Regions from separate parts of the Gossypium arboreum genome. Here region 2 is linked to region 1. Evidence: chromatin contacts called from public Hi-C data. All regions are on one chromosome and are shown on one strand. Each heading gives the region's core, a stretch centred on a gene start, on an enhancer-like site or on the middle of the called end of the contact. The rest is flanking DNA. Distances are from core to core; before and after follow the strand shown.

What was found. A called contact is a pair of places that touch in the nucleus more often than the background predicts.
Region 2: a Hi-C map of leaf shows a contact between it and region 1, with 4 times the contacts expected there. The contact joins the promoter of LOC108486658 here to the promoter of LOC108486196 in region 1. A contact is called at or near these places in 2 of 5 Hi-C or Micro-C datasets (both in leaf).

Annotation. Positions count from the first base shown.
Region 1 is chr6:120,904,108-120,908,454 of ASM2569848v2, forward strand. LOC108486196 (oligouridylate-binding protein 1-like) reads right to left here and starts at 2,202. Exons shown (of 12, transcript XM_017790089.2): 1 at 1,842-2,202; 2 at 1,192-1,253; 3 at 903-1,005; 4 at 687-763; 5 at 548-609; 6 at 370-457; 7 at 137-212; 8 at 18-48. The coding sequence starts at 1,925.
Region 2 is chr6:121,138,225-121,142,319 of ASM2569848v2, forward strand. LOC108486658 (probable polygalacturonase) reads right to left here and starts at 1,252. Exons shown (of 5, transcript XM_017790825.2): 1 at 183-1,252. The coding sequence starts at 581.

The DNA.
Region 1 (4,347 bases), core at 952-3,451:
AGCAATGTTTCACATACCATTTAAGTCATTAATTGCACTCTGGGCTTCCTGAAAAGAATAAAAAAAAAAAGAAAAGAATGATCGTGACATTATTAAAACACATTTGGAAAGAGGAGAAGAAGAGTGACCCAAGTACCTGCTGGTTCCTGAAAGAAACAAAACCAAAACCTCTCGAGCGGCCAGTTTTTTGATCCCACATAACCCTAGCATCCCTGCAACCACAAAAAATGAGGGGCATATTCGTCCTTCAGTGGACTGTCCTACTAGGTCAAGGTTGATAACCCCAAAATCCCTTTAAACCCACAATTTCAGCATTTCAAGATTGATAAGAGGTAATCTCAAGGTAAAATGGGGAGAATTAGCACTCACGAACAACTAGAGTACACAGAAAAGCATGCAAACAAAGTAGCATCTGTAACTTCAGGGCTGAGATCACCAACAAAAATGTTGTGATGACCTGAACGCCAAAGTGGAAATATCATTAGTTGTTGACGAAATACACAGATATGGTACAACTGGGTAGAACTCATGGTGCACATATACTAACCTGATGTATCCTCCCTCTGATTGCTAGCATATGCCCAATTAACTTTAATAGGTTGCCCAAATCTGCAAAGAATACCATATATTAAAAGTATAGGACAAGGGAAAAGGCCAAAACCATGTGGGTTCATCTTGTTACTTACAGATGCCTTCCATTTAGAGTAACAATAGCAAGGGCAGCTGATCTGCGATCAAAGTAGTCCACAAAACCATACGATGACTGCGTTAAAAGAAAATATAAGCCCATTCCATTAGCAATGATACAAGCACGAACCAAGAACCCCCAAAAATCCAATAACAAGTTGATGAAGCACGGATATCAAAAGAAAAATGGGAAAACAAGTGCATCAAAAGATGACCTTATCTTTTTTAATAAGTTTGCATCCTTCAATGGGACCAGTACTCAGAAAGACTTCTTGCAGAAGGGGTTCCGTGACGTGGGGGTGAATATTTCCCACGTATCTGCAATTTAAGATTAGGTAAATGATAAAAATAACAATGAAATGGGACATAAACAGAAAAATTAAGACTAAGACTCTTCACTAAATATACATGCAAAAGATATTATGAATTATGAGCATAGCTCAAATAAAAAGACTCAAAGACCAAATGTGAACTTTTTTAAACAGTGAACTAAGCAAAACTCACACGCTGCGGCAAGTAGCTGCATCAAAGCCAGGAGGAAGATTCCCACTCAAGATAGGTTCTATCTGCAAAACATAAATTAAAAAAATTTAAAGATACAAAAAAAAAAAAAAAGAAAAGAAGGATTTCTTCCCTGTGCTGGACTGGGACACTCTCGCAACGGTCAATATGACTAACACTAGAAACAAATGCCTAAAGGAGATACCTAAGCTTAAACTTAAAAGTAACAAAATACAAAACAAAAAAAGAAAAAAGGATCATATTTACATAATTAAGCTGCTACCTGCCCTTTTTTTTTTCCCGTTAAAACAGTCCCTAATTGTTGTCATCATGACCCACATCAGAAGACAAAGCTAATGAGCCATTTCTTACACAAAAATGATAACATTATCTCCCAAGAAAAGAACAATTTTTTTCAATCAAATTTTTGTCGTATAATTTCAACAGAAAACAGAAAATTCTCAGGCTAAAATCCCCAAAGATTTCACTGAGTAATACTAGCAAGCAAACAAATTGGCAGACGACATATATGAATTAAAACAAACCCAAGTCGAATAAGAAAGAAACAAACTTCATAATAGAAACTGAAACCCTCAATTTTGATATAAAAACAAAATTAATAGAGGGAGAAATACAGAGAAGTAAAAAAGAACCTGAGGACCACTCATGAGACTGGGATTGTGGTACAAAGCCTGTTGCATCAGAGCATGTTGCTGCTTTAGCCTTTGCTGCTGCATCTTCTTTCAGTTTAGTTAAAAATTTGAAGATTCTGAGAAAATCTATAGGGTTAGGATTTCTGGAGAAATCGAAAAAGAAGATGAGGATGAGGACAAAAACGGAAACTAAACCAAATTAAACCCAAAAAAGAAAAAAATTCAAAAAAATTCAAAAGAAAAAAAAAGAAAAAAAAGGGGTAAAATCCCTCGAAAGGGAACACTAGATTATTATGAGTTGAAACTGGAAAGGAAAAGATAAAATGAAGAGTGAGCAAAAAGACGAAGCTCCCATGATTTTATAGTACTTTTTTCTGTGTATAGAAAGGGTAAAATATCAAAACTATGTATAAATTTTGGTTAAATATGCAATTTTAGCCAGGAATTTTGATTTAGTGCAATTATACCCATAAAATTTGATTGTGATTTAAATCTATATACGAAGCTTTGATGTTGATTCAATTGTACACATCAATTTATTTTTATATTGAGTTAGTATTACTATTTGTGTATGCAACATTTTATCTTGCTAATGATAGTAATGGTTTGTAAAAATTAAATCAATATATAAATTTACACATGCAAAACATTAAACATTCAACCAAACTTCATATGTATTTTTTAGACTTTATCCCTGAATAAAATGCTAAAACTTTTATATGAGTTTATAAATAATATGCTCCAAGTTTATATTTTTTATATTTTAGATTTAGTCTTTCTATTTTTATTTCTTTAAATTTAGTCCTATTTTTCATATTTTAAAATTCAAATCCAATCCTTACTACCCTTAGAATCCTTCTATCAAATTTTTGTTGACGTAAGATTTTAAAATTAAAAAATACTCATTTAGTAATCATATAACAAAATTAATGTTATAATAAACTTAAATTTAGTAGAAAGTTTTATCTATGTCAATAATTGAACTTGTAATTTAAAATTTAAAATTAGAGGATTAATTTTTTAAAAATAGACTAAATTGTAAATGAGAAAAGAGTACAGGGATCTATATTTTAACCGTAAAAAAAATATCTGGGTTTCTTTTTGGTTATGATCGGATGTAATCGAGAGTACTAAAGACAGCACAGATATTTTTCCAAATGAGCAATTAGATGAGCAGAGAGATTTTGAGCAAATGTTTTCAGTTGGATGTGGTGGGGACCACATGAATCTGCCCGCCTAATCAGTATTGAGATTAAATTAGCGGTTTTAGACTTGGGAAAATTAATTTTTTTTTATATGTCCTCTTAAGAAAAAGTAAAAAAAAAAAAAAATCAATTAATTTTCACTATTAACTAATATAATTAATTAAGTTCTTTTGTTGATGGTCTTTACCTATGATCATGATAATACTTAAAATAATTTGACAAATTAATTAACGGTAACATGTGATAACTTTTGATTTAATCTAATATTTTTCATAAAAATTAAAAATTGATAAAAAATCATAAACATTATAAAATTAATGTTAGTAATTATTAAAATTTTATTAAAATATTAAAATTAATATAAACTTATTAAAATTATAAAATTAATAAAAATTATTTAAAATATTTAAATTTAAAACATATTAGAATTTTTAAAATAATAAAATGTAAAAATTATTTAAAAAATATTAAAATTGATATAAACTTATAAAATTATAAAAATTGAACTAGACCGGTTGGCCCTAGAAGTGAGCATGGGTTGGGCCACTCGACCCGGCCTGAAGGTCTGCCCGAAATGTGGAAGGTTTGAACAAAAATATAGGCCCGAAAAATGGGTTTGGACAAAAAAAATAAAGCCCGTTTAAAAAACAGGCCGGGCCTCAAGTAAGGTACTTTTTGCCAAGGCCCAGCACGACCCAGCCCAAATTCACTAAATGACAAAAAAAATCTAATTTTTAATATTATTTTCTTGTTATTTTCTCCCTATTTTGCTACCATTTTACTATTATGTTGCTACTATTTTTTAGTTATTGTTTGGATATTGTATAAAACTTATTTATTGTTAATTTTATTATTATTTTAAAGACATTTGTTAATTTTATTATTATTTTAGAGACATTTGCTTGTTAAGTTGCATCGATCTTAGTGTTATTTAAGTATACATATTTTTTAAAATTTATTTCCAATTTGTTGGAAAATATTTATTTTGATGCTTTTAGTATTTTCGATGTATTATATATATATATATATTAAAATTATATAAAAAATAATATAAAAATTAATATGGGGCTGGCCGGGTCGGGTCCGGGTTTTAGCATTTTTATCCAGGTCAGGCTTGGGCAAAATTTTAGACCTATTTTTTAGGCTGGGTTGGGCTTGGGCCTAGCAAACGGGCCTGATTTTTTAGTCGAGCTCGGCCCGACCCAGCCCATGCTCACCTCTAATTGGCCCGAAATCGGCAAAGGTACCGGTCCGACAAAACCTATTGGACCGATTGACCTAGGAATCAAGTGGTTGAACAA
Region 2 (4,095 bases), core at 2-2,501, 230 kb after region 1:
CGTCATATTTGCATGGAAAGGATCAAAGTTGTCACTAAATATAGTCATGATGTGATTTTTTTCACACTAAATATTGGTCCCCTTTCATCACAAATCACAACCCATAAACGACTAAACATGTTAAATAACGAGGGAGAATATCATTTTTCATTGCCAAAATTCATGAAAATGGAAAAACCAACCTGGATTCCAAGAATCTCAGCATCCTCAGCAAGGAACAAAGTCATATGACTAGTAAGATTAAACGGCGCCGTAAGCCATTTTCCAGGCGGGACATTGAGCTGACCACCACCTCTCTTCCCAAGCTTCGAGATGGCCGAGATAGCCCTCTCAAACGCCGCCGTGTCATCCGTTACCCCATCGCCAACCCCGCCAAAATCCGTAATATTAAACTCGAAAGGCCGGGACCCGGACATAGACCGACCCGGCCCAGCTTTTCCGAACACAGAGAACCCAGCCCCAACTATATCCCGTTGCCATAGAAAAACAGAACCGAAAGCCGAGATCCAGAGAACAATAAACAGAGTTTTATGCGAAGAAAGGAATGCCGGAAATCCCCCAACCGGCAATGACTCAGCCATATTGGGTTTAGCGAATTTGGTTAAAAGAAACGATTTCTGGCCCTTTTAGTAAAAGGGGTGTTGTGCTTTGTTGGTGAGATGATGGAGATGAGTAGCCGCCAGATTTGGTCGATTGGAAATGGAGTACATTTCAATTCTAGGGGAGATCGCAATGGTCAATGGAGAACCAAGTCCATAGTTTCTAGCTTTGGGCAGGTCGACGTTCTTGAGTTGAATGAAACTAGATTTTTTTACTGCGGGTATCAAGTTGCCTGCGTGGTTTATTTGAAGGATGTAATTGGATTTCGGATTGTGTGAGGTTTCAGTCACGGCAGCGAGATGCAAAGTCACATCACCATCATCGTCCGGTAGTAGGTAAATAGTTGAAGAGTTGCAATCTGACCATTTTGAAAACAGTAGTTGAGATGTTGACGTCAAACACGAAAAACTCTTTCGTTATACGAAATTTTCCGGTTGTTGACCTGTGTCAACTAAAACCTGGATCTTTATTTATGTGCCCATCTCACACTGTTTGTTCGGCCTTCACACTTTACACCCATATTCCCCTTGGGCCATGATTTAATGGCCACTTTCTCGTTTCTTTTCCTTCATTTTACTCGCCTAAAAATAAGATTTTTGTAGTTCCGTCACTATTTTTAGTGAACGTTTTTATCGTAGTCAGACAGCAAGTTTGAATTTACCATTGGTTAGGAGGATTCTCCAATTGTTAAAGTGAGTTTGGTATTGGAGAATAAAGCATGGAGGAAAATAGAATTCCAGATTCGTTAACCAAAATAATTTCTGACAAGAAGAAAGATATATGGGTCTTTGAGAAGGTTCTGGGGGAACTCATACATCTCTTGGAATTCAACATGGATAGAAATGGTGTTTATTTGCATTAGTCTAATGTAATTGCTTGTTTATTTTGTCATTAAAAAAATTTTAATGGCCGTGCCACATCATATCTACATATTTTATTTTATCATTCAACTTTTAAATTATTTTCAGTTTCACCGCTCAAAAATATCATTTTTAAATATTGATCATGTAAAAATATTAAAAATTAAAATTTTAAATTTCAGAACATTCAAATCAATCTTATAGATTGTTGGAAAAATTTATCTTTTAATTGTGTCAATCAATTTGTTACTTTAAAATTGAAATTAATTAATTTAATCACCTTCTAAAATATAATATTTTATTTTATGTTTTTAAGTTATGCTTAATGAACTCAACTCAAACAAAACTCACAATTTTGTTGATTATATGATGTTGAATCTTTCACGTTAATTTAAAAGAAAAAAAATCCTTGCAATTAATTAAATTAGTTAATTTGATCTTCCATGCCAAACAAAACCTCGAATTTTTTCCATCACTTCTTTACCCATACCAAGAACAAGCGATCAATTTAATTAATTGAAAATAAATTCTTTTCTTTTAGCATAGCACGTGGGATTCAAGATCATATAATTAAAGGAACTTTAGATTTTTAAATATTATTAAATATGAGTTATTTTAGTTGATTTCATTAAGGATAATCTGAAACATAAAATAAAATTTAAAATTTTAGAAGAATATTAAATTAATTAATTTAATTAATTTCAATATTATAATAACAAATCGATTCATATTATCGAGGATAAAAATTTTAACAATTTATTTAATTGATTTTGATATTTTAAAATTTCAAGATTAAAAAAATTAAAATTTTCAATAATGAGATAAACAAGTACAATTTGACAATTTTAAATGCATTATTTTATTTTTTATCACTTTTTCACTTTACCCAAATCAAGACTTAAAAAAAAGATATTTTTGGGGTGATCAAAATGAAAGTGACCTGAAATTGGGTGATCAAAATGAAAGTGTAAACATGATATGCAGGGCAAGGGGAAGAGGCCAGGTAAGAGCTTGTGGAAAATTATTGTTTTAGTCCCCCAAAATTTATAAAATCATAAGTTAATATATGGAAAAATTATAATTTGGCCCCCAAAAGGCTAGAATTTCGATTTAGTCCTCTTGAAAACCATAAAGATATAAGCTAATACAAGCGTAAAATTATATTTTATTTCTCATAAAAAAATATAACTTAATCTTGCCCCCCTAAAAAAATTTATGGCTTCGCCCCTAATGATGTGGACATAATTTAGCATGTACAGTTTATCATCGTTAATGATTTAACGCTTGAGTGACTAAAATGAAAACCTTTTTTAATAGAGATGATGAAATTGAAGAACATTTTTTAAGGTGACCAAAATGAAAGTTCCCTAAAAGTTAGATGACCAACTAGGTTGTGGCACCCTACACCCAACTCGAACGATGGATCCAAATATGAGATGTCACATTCATTGTTGCAACAACTCAGACTATCATCCATCATTTTCCTTGAAATTAAACAAATAAGCATGGCATAATTCATAAATGTTATGTTGTGTACTTCTATGAGGCCAAATGGGCCCACATATAGTAACTAGGGGATCATATAAGGTTATACACGGAGTTTGAATAAGAATCCTAACTTGAATTGTTAAAATAAAGGGTTGTGTCTCAAGGCAGTGAAGCCGTGTGCCGATACATACCTCCCTTATTGTTAATCTTTTACTTCAAACTATAATGTCTCAAGATAATGACCCTTATTGTAAGGATCCAAAATTCAATGGTGTCGAAAAATATAGTTTCAGAACCCAATTTCCATAAACCGTGCCCTTAAATATAAAATAAAAATATATTGAGATTCGATTTAAGTAATTTAACTGAAAGAGTAGTTAATTAAGGCTCAGGGATTAAATTGTAAAAATTCAACCGCTATAGAATTTTAATTGAAAAAAGACTTAAGGATCTTGAACGTCAATTAGTCAAAGGTTCAAAATGGTAATTAAATCATTTGCTATTAGGAGATAGTGGACATCGATGATGTTGGCCATTTATGTTAATTAATAATGAGATTTACATAATTATGCTTAATTTATTTAATAAAATTTGATTAATTAAACCTTAATTAGTGTATATAAACATTGGGTAGTGGGAGGAGAGATGAAACATCTTCATCTTCTTTATTAGTCACCATCCTCCATCAAAGTAAAAAAAAGAAAAACTATTTTGGGTGTTTCAACATTTGGCCACCTAATTTGGTGAGAAATTTAAGTTTTTTTCTTGTAATTTTTATAGATTTATGATCATGAAAGCTTAATTTAGGTAGCCCATGTATCCATTTGATAAACTATTAAAGTTTTGGAAAGTTTCCATTGTTAATTAATTGATGAATTAGGCTTGAAAATGATAGATTAAAGCTTAGATTATGAAAAAGACTAGATTGTAAAGTTAATTTAGCTTGCTTGTTAACATTGTTACATTTCGGGACCAAATTGAATAAATGTAAAAAAATGGCATGAAATTATGTTAGAAATAGAAAATATAAGGTCCTTAATGAGAATATGTGAAACATGATTTAATTCGAAGCTTTATATCAAAAGTTATGCTTGTCCCGATTTTAAAGGCTAAATTGGATAAAATGTAAAATATGTTTGACTTGATG